Linked DNA regions of Arabidopsis thaliana: region 1 is linked to region 2. The links are chromatin contacts, called in public capture Hi-C maps. All regions are on one chromosome and are shown on one strand. The core of a region is the stretch at or near the end of the contact, and the rest is flanking DNA. Distances in the headings are between cores, read along the strand shown. Region 1 holds the start of AT1G35560 (TCP family transcription factor). Region 2 holds the start of AT1G35320.

Region 1 (6,655 bases), core at 1,254-3,753, 150 kb after region 2:
TATGGCAGTCAACATTTAGTTGATATTTAAAATAGCTTACTATGAAATTCCTATATAAAATGGCCATTTTTTTAAAGTTGAATGATTACATGACATTTTTCCCGAAGAGAATGTTGAGAGTGATTTTATTTTTTGTCATCAGATATTATTTAGAGTTCAGATGAACCAAGATTGCGGAAAATTGTTTATATAGGTAATATGTAGCGGTTTGACACGAATTTTTCTTGCCAAATACTCCGCTTTGACATTGGTAATACGAGAGAAAGATAAATAAAAAATATGAAATAGTCAATACACGAATTAATAAAAGACAGAAGTTAGGATAAGTAATATTTTTATATTTGCATGTTAACGTTTTCTAAAATATTACTGATACACGTATTCTAGCAATTGTAATTGGTCAGAATTATGTAACAAGTCTTATGTTAATATGTAACTTGCTAAAGCTTAAGTTAGGAGCATGCTTCTACATCCCATATATGATAGATATATAAATCACAAGTAAAATAAATCATATTCTTTCTTCTTGACATGATAACATATTATTTCTAATATATTTTAAATATATTAAAAATAGTAAATATATAAAAATCCCAATAAACCATCTATTATATACACTTCCGAAATCAAATCCAATATTTTTTTTAAACTATATCAACTAACTTGAAAATATCAATTATCAAAATATATATCCGGGCTAACCCCTAGTCACATTAAAAACGGCATTTCGCCTGATTACCCGTCCAGCCTATTTTTCAAACACATTGGAATTTACTGTGGCATAGGAGTTCTCTCTGACGTGTCCATGTTGCTCCACAAGTGGACAATTTTTTGGTAGATACTACAAAAGTATGATAGACAAAATACGAATTTTAAAAGAGAATTAATATATAAATCTAAAAACCCATTTGTATCCAAACATGTGGTGCTCATGCACCCAATAAAGTTTATCACTACAGTCTACACCATATAATTTTTTATTTATATTCGTTAGCTTTTTACGAACTGCAATCAATTCGAAATATTTGAAATATATGAGCGGTCAAAGAAGGTGTATTCAATTATACCCTTCAACAAAAGAGAAAAGGCATTCTGATAAATATTTAATTTATTCTTTTGTCCATTATGTTACACATAGAGATTCAACTATATTTCCTTTAAGTGACATGCTTTTGCATCGAATAAAAAGAGTTGCAAAACTCGTTAATTATTATGCAACCAAAACAATAAATCCATTTTCTTAAATAACAATTTGGCAATCCCGAAAAGCCAACCCTAAAACCCATATTAACATTGGAGTCCTCAACAAAAGTTGCAATAAATCACACATTCACACTTTTTAAAAACCAAAGAAATCATGAAGTCTTTCAAGGAGAACCATCTATAGTAGGATTTTGGTCTCTAGTAGCATGATCACTCACTTGATGTTGAGGCTTTTGCTCAAGACTCATTCCGAGACCAACCCGACCACCGTCTCCTCCTCCGCCGGAAAATAGCCCCAAATTGTTATTTTCTGCAACACCTAACCCTAACTGTTGACCTCCCACTAACATAGACCCTAGCTGAACCGACCCGATTCGACCCGGGTAATGACCCGGATTAAACGCCCACATGTGCTGTGATGGATCCTGAACGTTAGCCGGACCTCCTCCTCCTCCGACTGGTAACATCCAAAAAGCACTACCTCCGTTTGTGGAGGCTGGCGTTGGCGCTAGTGCCCACATCGGCGGTATCATATTTTGTGTTCTTGACCGGGTCGAACCCGGATCTTGATCAGGAGCTTCGGATCCCGGTTTAGGTGATCTTGAACCGGGTTCTTGATCTAGAAAATTAGGATCTTTAAAAAGATCTTCTTCACGGAATGTTTTGGGAAGAGAAGAAGAAGAAGAATCTGTCGTGATATGATGAGGATGATAAAGCTGTTGCTGGAACCCAAAAACGGCAGCGTTTTGAGCCGCTCTTCCCATGTGGAAAGATTTAGACAGTGGAGCTGAAAGAGTAGAGCCACTGCTTCGAAGAGAGATGTTCAAAGTAGAGATATTCGCCGGTATGGTTCCAGTTCCGGTGGCTGCGATGATAGCTGGCTCCGCTTGTTGGAGCAGCCACTCTATAGTCTCGCCGTCCGATTTGTGTTGTAACTCACGTGTTAGTTGGAAGACACGTGCTGCGCAGATAGCCGGCATACGTATCCTCCGGCCACGTCCGTCTACTTTGATGTGACGGTCCTTGGACGGTCGTTTTGCGGGTGTTTTAGCGGCGGTGACGGTGGTGGTAGTGGAGTTTGGAGCAGTGGTGGTTAATGAGACTGAACCGGAGATTGGTCCCATGGATGGGACCAGATGGGCCGAACCAGTGGTGTTGTTGTTGCTCTGGTTGTTGTTGTGGGACTCCATATTGCTTATAAAATTTATAAATTATGGGGAAAAAAACACACAAGAAAATGGAATAAACAAACAAACAAACTTGTACTGAATTTTTACTTATAACCTATAAATTCTTGGAGTATTTTTTTTTTCTGGTGGGGCTATGAGTTTGTGTTGACTGTTGTTTACTTGTTTGGAGAAAGAGAGAGTGAGAGGAAGAAGATGAAGCAGCTTGTAGAAAAGAGAGAGAGACTTTCACTTTCTTTTTCTTTTGTGTTTTATTTTCATTTGTAGTCCCACTAGGTTTTTGTAGTAGAGAGTAGAGACCAATATTTGCTGTTTCCACACCAAATGATCACTTAACCTTTTTTTGTTTGGTTATTATCACACTTACTATATTGTAGTATAAAAATAATTATGCGCCGAATGTATTGAATTTTGGTCTAACTTTGTGAGACTAAAACTATTTTTAGCAATGGACTATGAAAAGTTTGGAAGTGTTTTACATGATTGAAAAAGGTGTGGATTGTCTAAGATTATAATTTTGGGGCATTTTTGTTGCAATCTTTAGATTGTAGGGATCTATTTGTTGGTTTCCTTATAAAGTTTGGCTTTTAGGTTGGATTTTGCATGGGTGGGAAACGTTGAATGTTCTATGGGGGAAAAGAAAAAAACTAATCACTAATCATAGAGCCAATTTACACCCAATATAATAGTGTTTTAATATTATTTATTTTTTTAATAATTTACTGATAATAACACAAATGTCTCTTTCTTTGATTCTCTATTTTGTCTTTGTTATCCGAATTTGATGAAAGACTTGTTGAGAGATAAGGACCACTGTTTTTATTAACGATGATACTAATAATTGAAGACTATATATAAAGGCTTCAATTCTTTTCCCATCTGCCAAATTAGCACCCACAGACATAGGTTATATATAACTAATCATCTCAACTACAATTTTTCTCAACGAAACCTATACATCTCATTCTAGATGTGAAAACTGTCTAAGAATAGTCCAATTTCAGCCTACTATGTTATATGCACATGTATCAGGGTGTTAACAAAGTATTCGAAATCAAAAAGTTTTAAGGAAAATAATTATGCAAGCGTAGTAAATCAATTAGTTTATTGATATTCACGTTGCTCTTAGTGATTAACCATGTATGTATAATCATATTAGTATTAATGCCTATTAACTGATTTATTGCAATATTTTAATTCATAATTGAATATTTAGACTGTATTATTGTTTCATTTTTTATATCAATTAAATTCCTTTATTAGGTTTTATGTTTTTATCAATCCAAAACCATATAATATATTATATTGCTAGCTATACCATTCGGAATCTTAATTTGGACACGAGCTTGAGCTTTTTGGCTGTTCTTAATGTAAGTTACATGTACGCACCGTGAGCTAAATTATAGATAACAATGAAAGTGAAACCAAACCACTATAAAAAAAACTTTATATTTGAACAGTATATTTTATATAATTTATATATATATATATATATATATATGCAATTATATTTTGAACTGTATATATAATCTCTCTTATTTTTTATTTTCCTGAAAAATAATTGTTGAGACAGATGCACGTGTAAGCATTAGCAGTGAAAGAAAACAGTAAAACAGTCAGAGATAGTTGAAGAAGTACAAGAAGCGAGTGATAAAAAAACGTGATGTTTGGTCTGAAACTCTGGATCCTCCCACGGTCCATTGTCTTGTCTCTGTTCTCTCCAAAAAGTGAAAATGTTCATTTACAAGACCATATAGTATGTAGCCTTGTTCAAGATTCTGTTAGAGCACCTTCATTGGATGGAGACTCATTGAGTATCTAAGAAATAAACTATTAATATTTTTTTATATACATTTATTTTTAAATAAATTATTTTAATTGCTTAAAAAAGTATAAAAGTATCAACCAATTAATGTTTTAAATGTGTAGGCAAGACGTTAAAAATAAAATAAAATGGTGAGAGAGTGAAAGTGTTAATCACTCTTCGACCATATATATCTCTAAAATGGTGCTTTTAAATTGTTTTAGAATCATCTACTGCCTAAAAAGCCCATGCTTTACAGGTTTTAGCTTTGGGTTGGTCTTGTGTGTAGGTATGATCTCATGAGTTCTCATCCAAAAAACAATTCTACTCTCTTTCATTCCCTTTAATTTCACTCATCCCATTTTACATTTCTTGTAAAAAGTTTCCTCAACCTTTCACTTCTCTTTGATACCACCTAGATACATAGAATCTCGTATTTCTATAATCTTGTGATATACATCGTACTTTTTTTTTTTTTTTTTTTAATGTAATGTTAAATTAAATCCAAAAAAAAAATAGCGTTTTTACATCTATGTGCAACATTTTGTTGAAAAAACTGGAGCAAAAACTAGAATACAATCTAAAAATTGTTTCTCATTCTCTCATCGCAAACCAAGCTTGTAAGCCCTTGTCATATCTCTTATCTCCACTTGCTTTGATCGAACAAAGCTGGTTCCGAGTTTGTTTGTCTATTCATTTGATTAAAAGAGCTGCTGAGTTTGGTTTCTCTCCATGATTCCTTCCGTTCCTTTCGCGCCAAATGGTGTGTACCGTGGCTTGAAAGAGATATCGCGCAAAGAAACTGTCAAGCGGTGTCATCCAAGAGCCGGAGATGGCTTGTATCAGGTCTTGCCAATGTGTAGAAAATCTGTCTCCATAGATTCCTCTTGCTAAGTTACTCCAAACTATCGAAGCAAAGTCACAGGAGAAGAAGAGATGATCCCGGGTTTCGGGAGCGTTGTGACATAGCACACAAGCGGCTGACTGACCTCCATTCCAATGAGTCATTCTGTCTCCTGTTGAGAGTCGGTTAAGAACTGCTAACCAAACACAAAAAGAGTACTTTGGCGTGGAATGACCAAACCAAACACCCTTATACCAATCAACGTCCATGGATATGGTCCGCATATGATTCAAGGTCTCTTTAGTCAAGAACTGTGGCTTATATACGTCATTTTTACCTTTCCAAAGAACAATGTCCTCATCCTCTGTTCTATCGTTTCTTTGTTGTAAGAGAGCTGTTTCTATGGCCTGAAGGTGAGTAGATCTGTGTCGTCTTTGTCTATAGCCTTCCCAAGCCTCTGCTACTGTTTTATGCTTACTTATTCCAAGATCAATTTGCCCCCGATCACCTACAACATCGTACTTCAATATTTCTTCCTCCGATAATTTTAGAATACTTTTTCAATGCTTTGTTTTTCCTTCTCTCATAGCATGTGACTAATATTGACAATCTTCTAACTCGTCTTTGCATGAAATGTTGTGGGAGACTCTTGTCTCAATGGTTCTTCCATAGTTAATTTTTCTGTTTCAGTTAAATGTATTTCAAATTTAGCTTTTAAATTTTGTTTGGGCATGTCTGTCTTCTGACTTTGTAAATAACTTTTTCGTTTCGAGGTAATATATATTCACAAGTTATAAAGAAAAAAAAAAAATGTTGACGATCTTACTCCGTTTTCAAATGTGTTAACAGCCACTTTTTCTGGTAGATTTTCCGGTGAAAGCACTAATTAGAAAACCAGTTTTTGGACATGATGGAATCCTCGTCGAGAACATTATATGCTGGTGTATTGGAATGTCATAAATAGAGTTTGCTTCGGTGAGAAATGGAGGTGTAAAATAGCTAGCTTAGAAAACTTGAAATGTTGACTTAACGGTCAAATGGTGTACATTTTGAAGAAAAAAGGAGAAACTTAAACCACGTGTATTAATATTACCAAAAGGAGAAACTTAAACCACGTGAAAATCAGTTTGTTGTGCCATACCAAAAGGCCGGCGATGCTGTATCGTGCCGACTCGGGCTGGATATGTGATTTGGGAAATGGGCCAATGAGTCAATGACCCAATGATTCTTTTTCCAAAGAATTGTATTAGCCGACAAATATTTTTGTTTAATTGTTTGACACAAAATCAATGTACATCAATTCACAATAAAGTCTCATTCTTCTTTTGTCTACATGAACGTCGAGTGATGCCCATCAGAATACAAAACCAGGATTATTGTGCAGTTTATTTAAATAAATAGAAATATATACATTTTTGACATAAATGAGACAAGAAAATTATTTACATCATTTAAATAAACATCATCTTGTTTTACTATACTAAATACAAGACTATAGTCGATATTTAGTCAAATGGATTATCAGGATTCCTTTTCCTTTGTAAGAAATTCAAGCCGAAGAAACAAGAGTCCAGAGAGAAAAAAGAAAGTAAAAATAACAGAATCGTAATATTCCTC
Region 2 (6,782 bases), core at 1,824-4,323:
GGAAAAGAAAGGGGTGAGTAAAGAATTACTCAGTGAGAGGATCCTTTCCGCCCACTGGAAATACGATACACGATTCTACCTTTAAACCACAATCAACAATCACCTAGAAAATAGACACAACACTCATATAGTCTGCATCACTATGCAAACCTATAACACACAACTCATTCTTGCTTAAGCAAGATCTCCACATCATAACCAGGTCCGATCATCTCCCTGACCTTTGAACCTATCTAGTTCCACTGGACTCGTCAGTCTTTTATTGAGCTACAAAGAACCCGTCAATTCAATGTAGACCATTTTCCACTGTTCCACTTTTCATTGTGATTCTACTTTCTCATATAACTCATATAATTTACTTGTTATCACAAGTACAATAATTCAATCATCTTATATTACTATAACACGCATCATATCATCAATCTTAAATAATAATTCATTATTACTAAGCAAACAGATTTATTCCAATGCAATGAATCATGAAGCATAAAAATAGAAACATGTAATCGAATCTCCGCAGATCACACCCTCACTGAATTTGGGATAAAAAAAAAAGGTTGGAAACTCCTTGACAAGAAACTTGCAGCACAAGAAAACAGCACAAAGACAAATTAGGGTTTCTGCAGTTTTCACAAAACAGCTGATTCTTGCTCAACAAGCAATCGACATGGCAGCTAGGGTATACCTTTCCTAGTGACGACAAAAAGTTCCGTGTCTTCCCTAACACTTCCTCTACCGGTATCCACCGTCGCTTGGTCTAATTATGCTCCGGGGTGACCAGAAACGCCTCCTAAAAACCTTAAGATGAAACTGCAATGTTCCTGACACTTAGTATTTTTCTGGGTTCAGGGAAACTGTGATTTTTCACTAACTTGTAAGTCATTTTGCGAATGGATCTTACCTTGGATCGTGAAAACGAAATTTGCTACTTTTTTCTCTCCTCAAGATCTTTCCAACGACACCAAACTCACGATCTGATTCTTTCAGATCCGTCGGGAAATAGATCTTTAAAACCTCTACCTGAAACTGCAAAGTTTCAGATACTTTGAAAAATATGGTTCTGAAAACTGTGACTAATCACCAATTTTAAACGCGATTTCCCGATCGATCTTACCTCCGATTTTAGATCCGAAAACTATTCTGAAAACTTGGGAACGAGATCTACGCAGAACCGTTGAGAACTCGCCCAAAATCCTTCAGACGTGACGGGAAACGGATCACCAATTCCACCACTTGAACTGTTTTCTTCTTTCACATATTTACACAAAAACCCAATAATTGAAGTTATGATCCATGAATCCACTTGCTAAGTGAAACAATTTCAGTAGTATAGTTCATAACCATGATAGGTTTTCCTTACCTAACAATCCGGTGATGAACGACGACGAAACCAACCACGTATAACAATCACGACCACAACGTGACGTCAACTCCGATGTCACAACGATGATGATAATGATGGCTGAGATTGAGATGAGAGATAAAGAAGAGATGGTGATGAAGAAGATGTAAATGGCTGCTGCTTGGTTGATGAGGAAGACTATATATACACATGTATGTATTAGGTTTTTGTTTCTAGTGGAATTGGGCCTTTGTCGGGCCTAAGTGAGGTTTGGGTCTCACAGAAACTAAAGTTGGTGCAAGGATCAATACGCGGCTCATTTGGGATGGGGTACTTTCCTATAAAGTGTATACCTCTGCATCAAATTTAAAGCCTAAGGCTATATATGTTGCTCTGATGGGTTCGGTTGTACGCATAATCAAGAAATTAAAAACAAAAGTTGAAACTTGGGACAAAGAACATTATCAGTATTACGTACCTTCATCACTTGCCCTACCGAAATTTATAAGGGAATTCATATTGTCCTCCACACGAGTGATGTTGTCGAAATCATACCCAATACCTACAACACCCGCCGAAATGAAGTTTAAGTCATGGCATAAATGCTATCTTTAAGAAATAAAGAAAAAAACGAAAATTATGTGGAGAATTGTTTTATCTAAACTAAGAGTAAGTGTTTAAAATACAATGTATTAATCTATTAAATAAGGGTTTTGTGCAAAAAAAACTTTCAAATCGCCATTTTTACAATTCTACCTTTCAAAAAATAAAAAATAATCGTATAAAGTATAAAATAATAAGTAATATAGGCTATTGCTGTAACTGAACATATATTGTAAACGTTTCACGATCACATATAAAAGTTTTTTAAAATTCTGAAGACCTAGATGAACTCATAATCTTGAAGGCTTTGATTTGATATATTATATATCAAAATTTTAAGTTTATATAGTACATATTATGCCTTCATCCATGCATACTATTTTATAGTCAAGACTCAAGAGATTATAATATTTTTGCTGAAGTAGTGGATCAGATCAAAGTGATATATTTTACACAAAGTGTGATCTCTTGTATATTATAATCACCCACGCTATACGCGAGAATCTAAAAGAAATGAGTTTGATATTGATGTCTGCTACGATGTATGCTTTGACCAAATGTAATATGTCTTCGTTTTTACAATAGTTAAAATAAGCCTCGTTTTAAAATACTTATTATCTCAGATTTCGTTTTTTTTTGTAATTCGGCAAATCAATATATTGATATCACAAAATGATTACATAATACATAAGCATCTCACAACAATCTTTTACGCAAATACATGAAATCGTTACAGTTTCGATGAAAGAGTAGAGAGTAACCATGCTATCTTTAAACTTATAGGCTAGCTAGCATATATAATATGTTATGTCCCTCTTTCACACACTTTTTATTGGCTATCAGCTTATAACAGAAACTCCAAAATGCCTTTGGCATTACTTTAAGTAGAAAATGTGGATTCAAAGTTGTAGGAGATGATTCTGGATCATATGTATGTTCTCGGAAAGATTCCACTATGTTCCTTAGGAAGACTGTTTGGTCCTTTTATCCATGTATATTTCCGATGCCACCAAAGTAAGTCTGAAAATAGTTTCAAACGAATAAAGGATTGGTAGAGAATCATCGAAACACCAGACGTCTCAATTGAGTCAATGTTGTAATTGCGACATAAACTAGTCCCTTGAACCATTGACGAGTTTTAGTGATGAGATTTTGACAGGAGTTTTGTCTCGTCTTCTTATAATCCGAAGACATCCTTGCTATCACTATATATATATCGACATTAGAAAATTAAAAAGTGTTCTACAAACTTAAGTATTTAACATTGAATATGTTTTTTCTTTTTTAATGCCTATGACTTCATATTATTGATCTGTATATTCGAAGATGCATGGTAAATTTGCAAAACCTTAAGACTTACAATAGTTTTTTTCCAGAAAACCCTTAAAATAAGTCTTCTTTATAATCTCTCTACCTAATCTTATAAGGGCACAATTGTGCTAGTTTTAATTAAAGTGGCAAGCTTACATAAAAGAGAATGACACAAAGGAAGTTCATAATATACTCACTAGAATGCAATCAATCTAAAAGCTGCCTACACAATTCATCATCACTTTGATTGATTGATTCATATGTGGTGTGTTTCTCTCTTCATTTAATTATTATATGTCTATGGACTCTAGTGCAAAGAATTTGGTATCTCTCTCACTCAAGTTAGCCAATATTTAAACGCATTTATAGGTCACTGATCATATTTTTCATTAACAATTTTCGTATGAGGCTTCCAGAATTCCGAAACTCTAGGCGTAGATGTATATGCTAAAACTAGCATTAAGCTTAATGAAAAATGAAAATTCCGGAGCAAGCCATTTACAAAAACCAAAATCAAAACAACGTACTAATAGCTCAACTAGTAAAGACTATTAGTTAAAATATAGAGATCGCCAATTCGAGTGGCACTTGGAAGGACCCCATATAAAATGATTTGTTTCCTATCCTGAGAGGATGTGCAGATCTAAACCCAGAACCTCTTAGTCAATCAAAATAAAAAAACCAATATCAAAGATAAATTAATCACAAAAGGTTCACTAATTATAATTCAAACACATAGATTAACAAAACATCATTGTTCAACAGCATAAGAGTTTTGTGCAAAAAAAATCTTTTGAACTTTGTCAATTTTTGTAACTATACTCCACATCTCTAGAAAATGCAGATCAATCTTACAAAGTAAAAAAATCATCGTAATATAACTCTTACATATATATTAAGGTAAATGTTTTCACACTCATCTACAATAAAATTGAAAAGTAGTTTAACTTCTTGTCGCGAAGGCTTCGAGTTAACATATTACTTATCAAAACTTTACAAACTTTGACGGTAACGAAATATATTATTATTTTTTATTTCATATGATTAATTTACATTTTTTGGAGATAGAAGATAAAAATTGACAGTTGAAAGATTTTTTGCCAAGATTTATCACACTATCTCTCTTCTTCAATCTCCTCCGGTTCTTCGTATTGCCTCTTAGAAACGGTTATTAAGGAACCCCATAGACGTGCTTTTTGGATCAGAAGGACCCTGACTCAGTCGGTGAAACCATACCAGCTGTTTAAAACCATGTTTATTCTCCAAAAATGAAACCATACCAGCTGTTTAAAACCATGTTTATACTCGACCAATCAGTTGAAAATACATAAATATCACAATATTGCCTTATCAAAACCATGTTTATTCTCCAAATTCAAACGGAACATTTGATGGTCTCTCGCGCACTAATACAACTCTTTGTCAATATTTTCTTCTCTTTTGTATTAAGATTATCTCTAACTTTTTCTAGTTGTAATCTACCTTACTTTTCTTATATAAAACACTAGTGTAAGAGGATATACAAGAAACTTTCACTAGATAAAAAAAATTATTATATTTGTTCATAAAATTATAAAGGCAATATTCTTAGTGTGTTTCTGAATAATCATAATAAAAGGAATCCTTTTTCATTATTTTCTCTTGTTTGACCTCTCTTTTTCAACTTAATTAACCATCAGACGACTAAGAAATAATAGTCCAGTTGTTTAACCAACACGGTAGTTCAAGAGGGTGAGGCAAAGTGAGTTTGTACTTAAAACCTACGACCTCTTCAAAGTCAAAACTTTAGATGAACAAAGCCGAACCAATCATTAAGACTAAACAAAATGAAATATTCATACTTGATTATACAATTATTACTCCCTGTCACAATCAAACGTGTTAAGCACTTCACCGAAATAAATAATTTTTTATAATATGAAACATGGACTTCTTCCCTACCCTGGAACATGGAGTTCAAGAGATGATCCACAATTATAACATAGCCAAAAAGAAAAGCTTCTTCACATGATGACAATCGGGAAGAGTCCGATCTTGCTACATCATCATGTTATCTTCCTATTGTTGCTTGTTCTCCAAGTCAGTGGCCAGCATCAGCCTAGAACCACTGCTCCACCGTATATTGCCCAAAGACCAAATCAAGTACCCGCAGTAATCATTGCGATGCTTATGTTCACGCTCTTATTCAGCATGTTGGCTTGTTGTGTTTGTTATAAATACACAAACACATCTCCTCATGGAACCAGCTCTGATACCGAAGAGGGAGGTCATGGAGAAGTAGCGTTTACAAGGAGAACAAGCCGTGGACTTGGAAAGGATGTGATAAATTCGTTTCCTTCCTTTCTTTACTCACAAGTTAAAGGGCTAAAGATAGGCAAAGGCGGTGTGGAATGTGCGATCTGCCTGAATGAGTTTGAGGACGAGGAAACGCTGCGTTTAATGCCTCCTTGTAGCCATGCATTTCATGCTAGTTGCATTGATGTCTGGCTGTCTTCTCGGTCCACATGTCCAGTTTGCCGTGCAAGTCTCCCTCCCAAACCAGGCAGCGATCAAAACTCTTTGTATCCATTTATACGCCCACATGATAATCAAGATATGGATCTTGAAAATGTAACCGCGCGAAGAAGTGTATTGGAGTCTCCAGATGTACGTTTGCTAGATAGATTGTCATGGAGCAATAACACCGGGGCAAATACACCGCCTCGATCGAGGTCTACAGGGTTATCAAACTGGAGAATAACGGAGCTTTTGTTCCCAAGATCCCATTCGACTGGACATTCTCTAGTACCACGTGTAGAAAACCTTGACAGATTCACATTGCAGTTACCGGAAGAAGTACGAAGGCAACTGAGCCACATGAAGACGTTACCACAAGCTAGGAGTTCAAGAGAAGGCTATAGGAGTGGTAGCGTTGGAAGCGAGAGAAGAGGTTTTCCTTATGGACGCCGATATAATCGACGGAACATTTCTCTTTCTTTCTCTTTCTCTTTTCAAACAACCTCTCTTCAATCAGGAAAAGGCAAGGAAAAAGAGTTTGGTGAAGGGTCATTTGATCGCCTTAAGGCAGAGATGGTCTAATCTAAATGTGTTGACTATATTAAGTTTTCTTACTGACAAGGTTAGATTATAAGAACGATTGGTGTGTCTTAACCATGAAAAAATATATATGTAGGTTTGTATAATGTGTGTAGAAACTATAGCACAAGAGTGCCTATCCGATATAGTCAACTATATTGTACAGTTTCTTTATGAATCAAAGGTTTGGCAACTTTGGCTTTTAATGCATGGAATCATTGTTGATTTCGAAAATCACACAATGAATTTGTTTAAAATGGAAAAACAAATTCAATAAACTTTCTTGCTATTAGGTTAATCAAAGACTCGATCGTAAGAAGAGTAATATTGTTTAGAAACAAAGTTTGGGTTTTTCTCAAGAACAATGTAGGGAATCTAGGGTTTTTAGTATTAAGTTGCTGATTCTTGAATATAATAGAGGACAAACCCCTCTATTTATACATTATTAAGA

Evidence for each region. Capture Hi-C pulls out chosen DNA fragments and counts their contacts.
Region 1: a contact with region 2 is called in a capture Hi-C map of seedling, with 2.2 times the contacts expected there. A contact is called at or near these places in 1 of 26 Hi-C or Micro-C datasets (root) and 1 of 3 other capture datasets (seedling).

Annotation. Positions count from the first base shown.
Region 1 is chr1:13,114,732-13,121,386 of TAIR10.1, forward strand. It overlaps AT1G35560 (TCP family transcription factor), which reads right to left and starts at 2,504. Exons shown (of 1, transcript NM_103253.2): 1 at 1,095-2,504. The coding sequence starts at 2,393. The coding sequence ends at 1,368. It also overlaps the pseudogene AT1G35570.
Region 2 is chr1:12,959,780-12,966,561 of TAIR10.1, forward strand. It overlaps AT1G35320, which reads right to left and starts at 3,074. Exons shown (of 8, transcript NM_103229.6): 1 at 2,984-3,074; 2 at 1,821-1,904; 3 at 1,361-1,540; 4 at 1,115-1,248; 5 at 902-1,020; 6 at 686-810. The coding sequence starts at 3,074. The coding sequence ends at 1,136. It overlaps AT1G35330 (RING/U-box superfamily protein), which reads left to right and starts at 5,207. Exons shown (of 2, transcript NM_103230.2): 1 at 5,207-6,185; 2 at 6,270-6,334. The coding sequence starts at 5,264. The coding sequence ends at 6,334.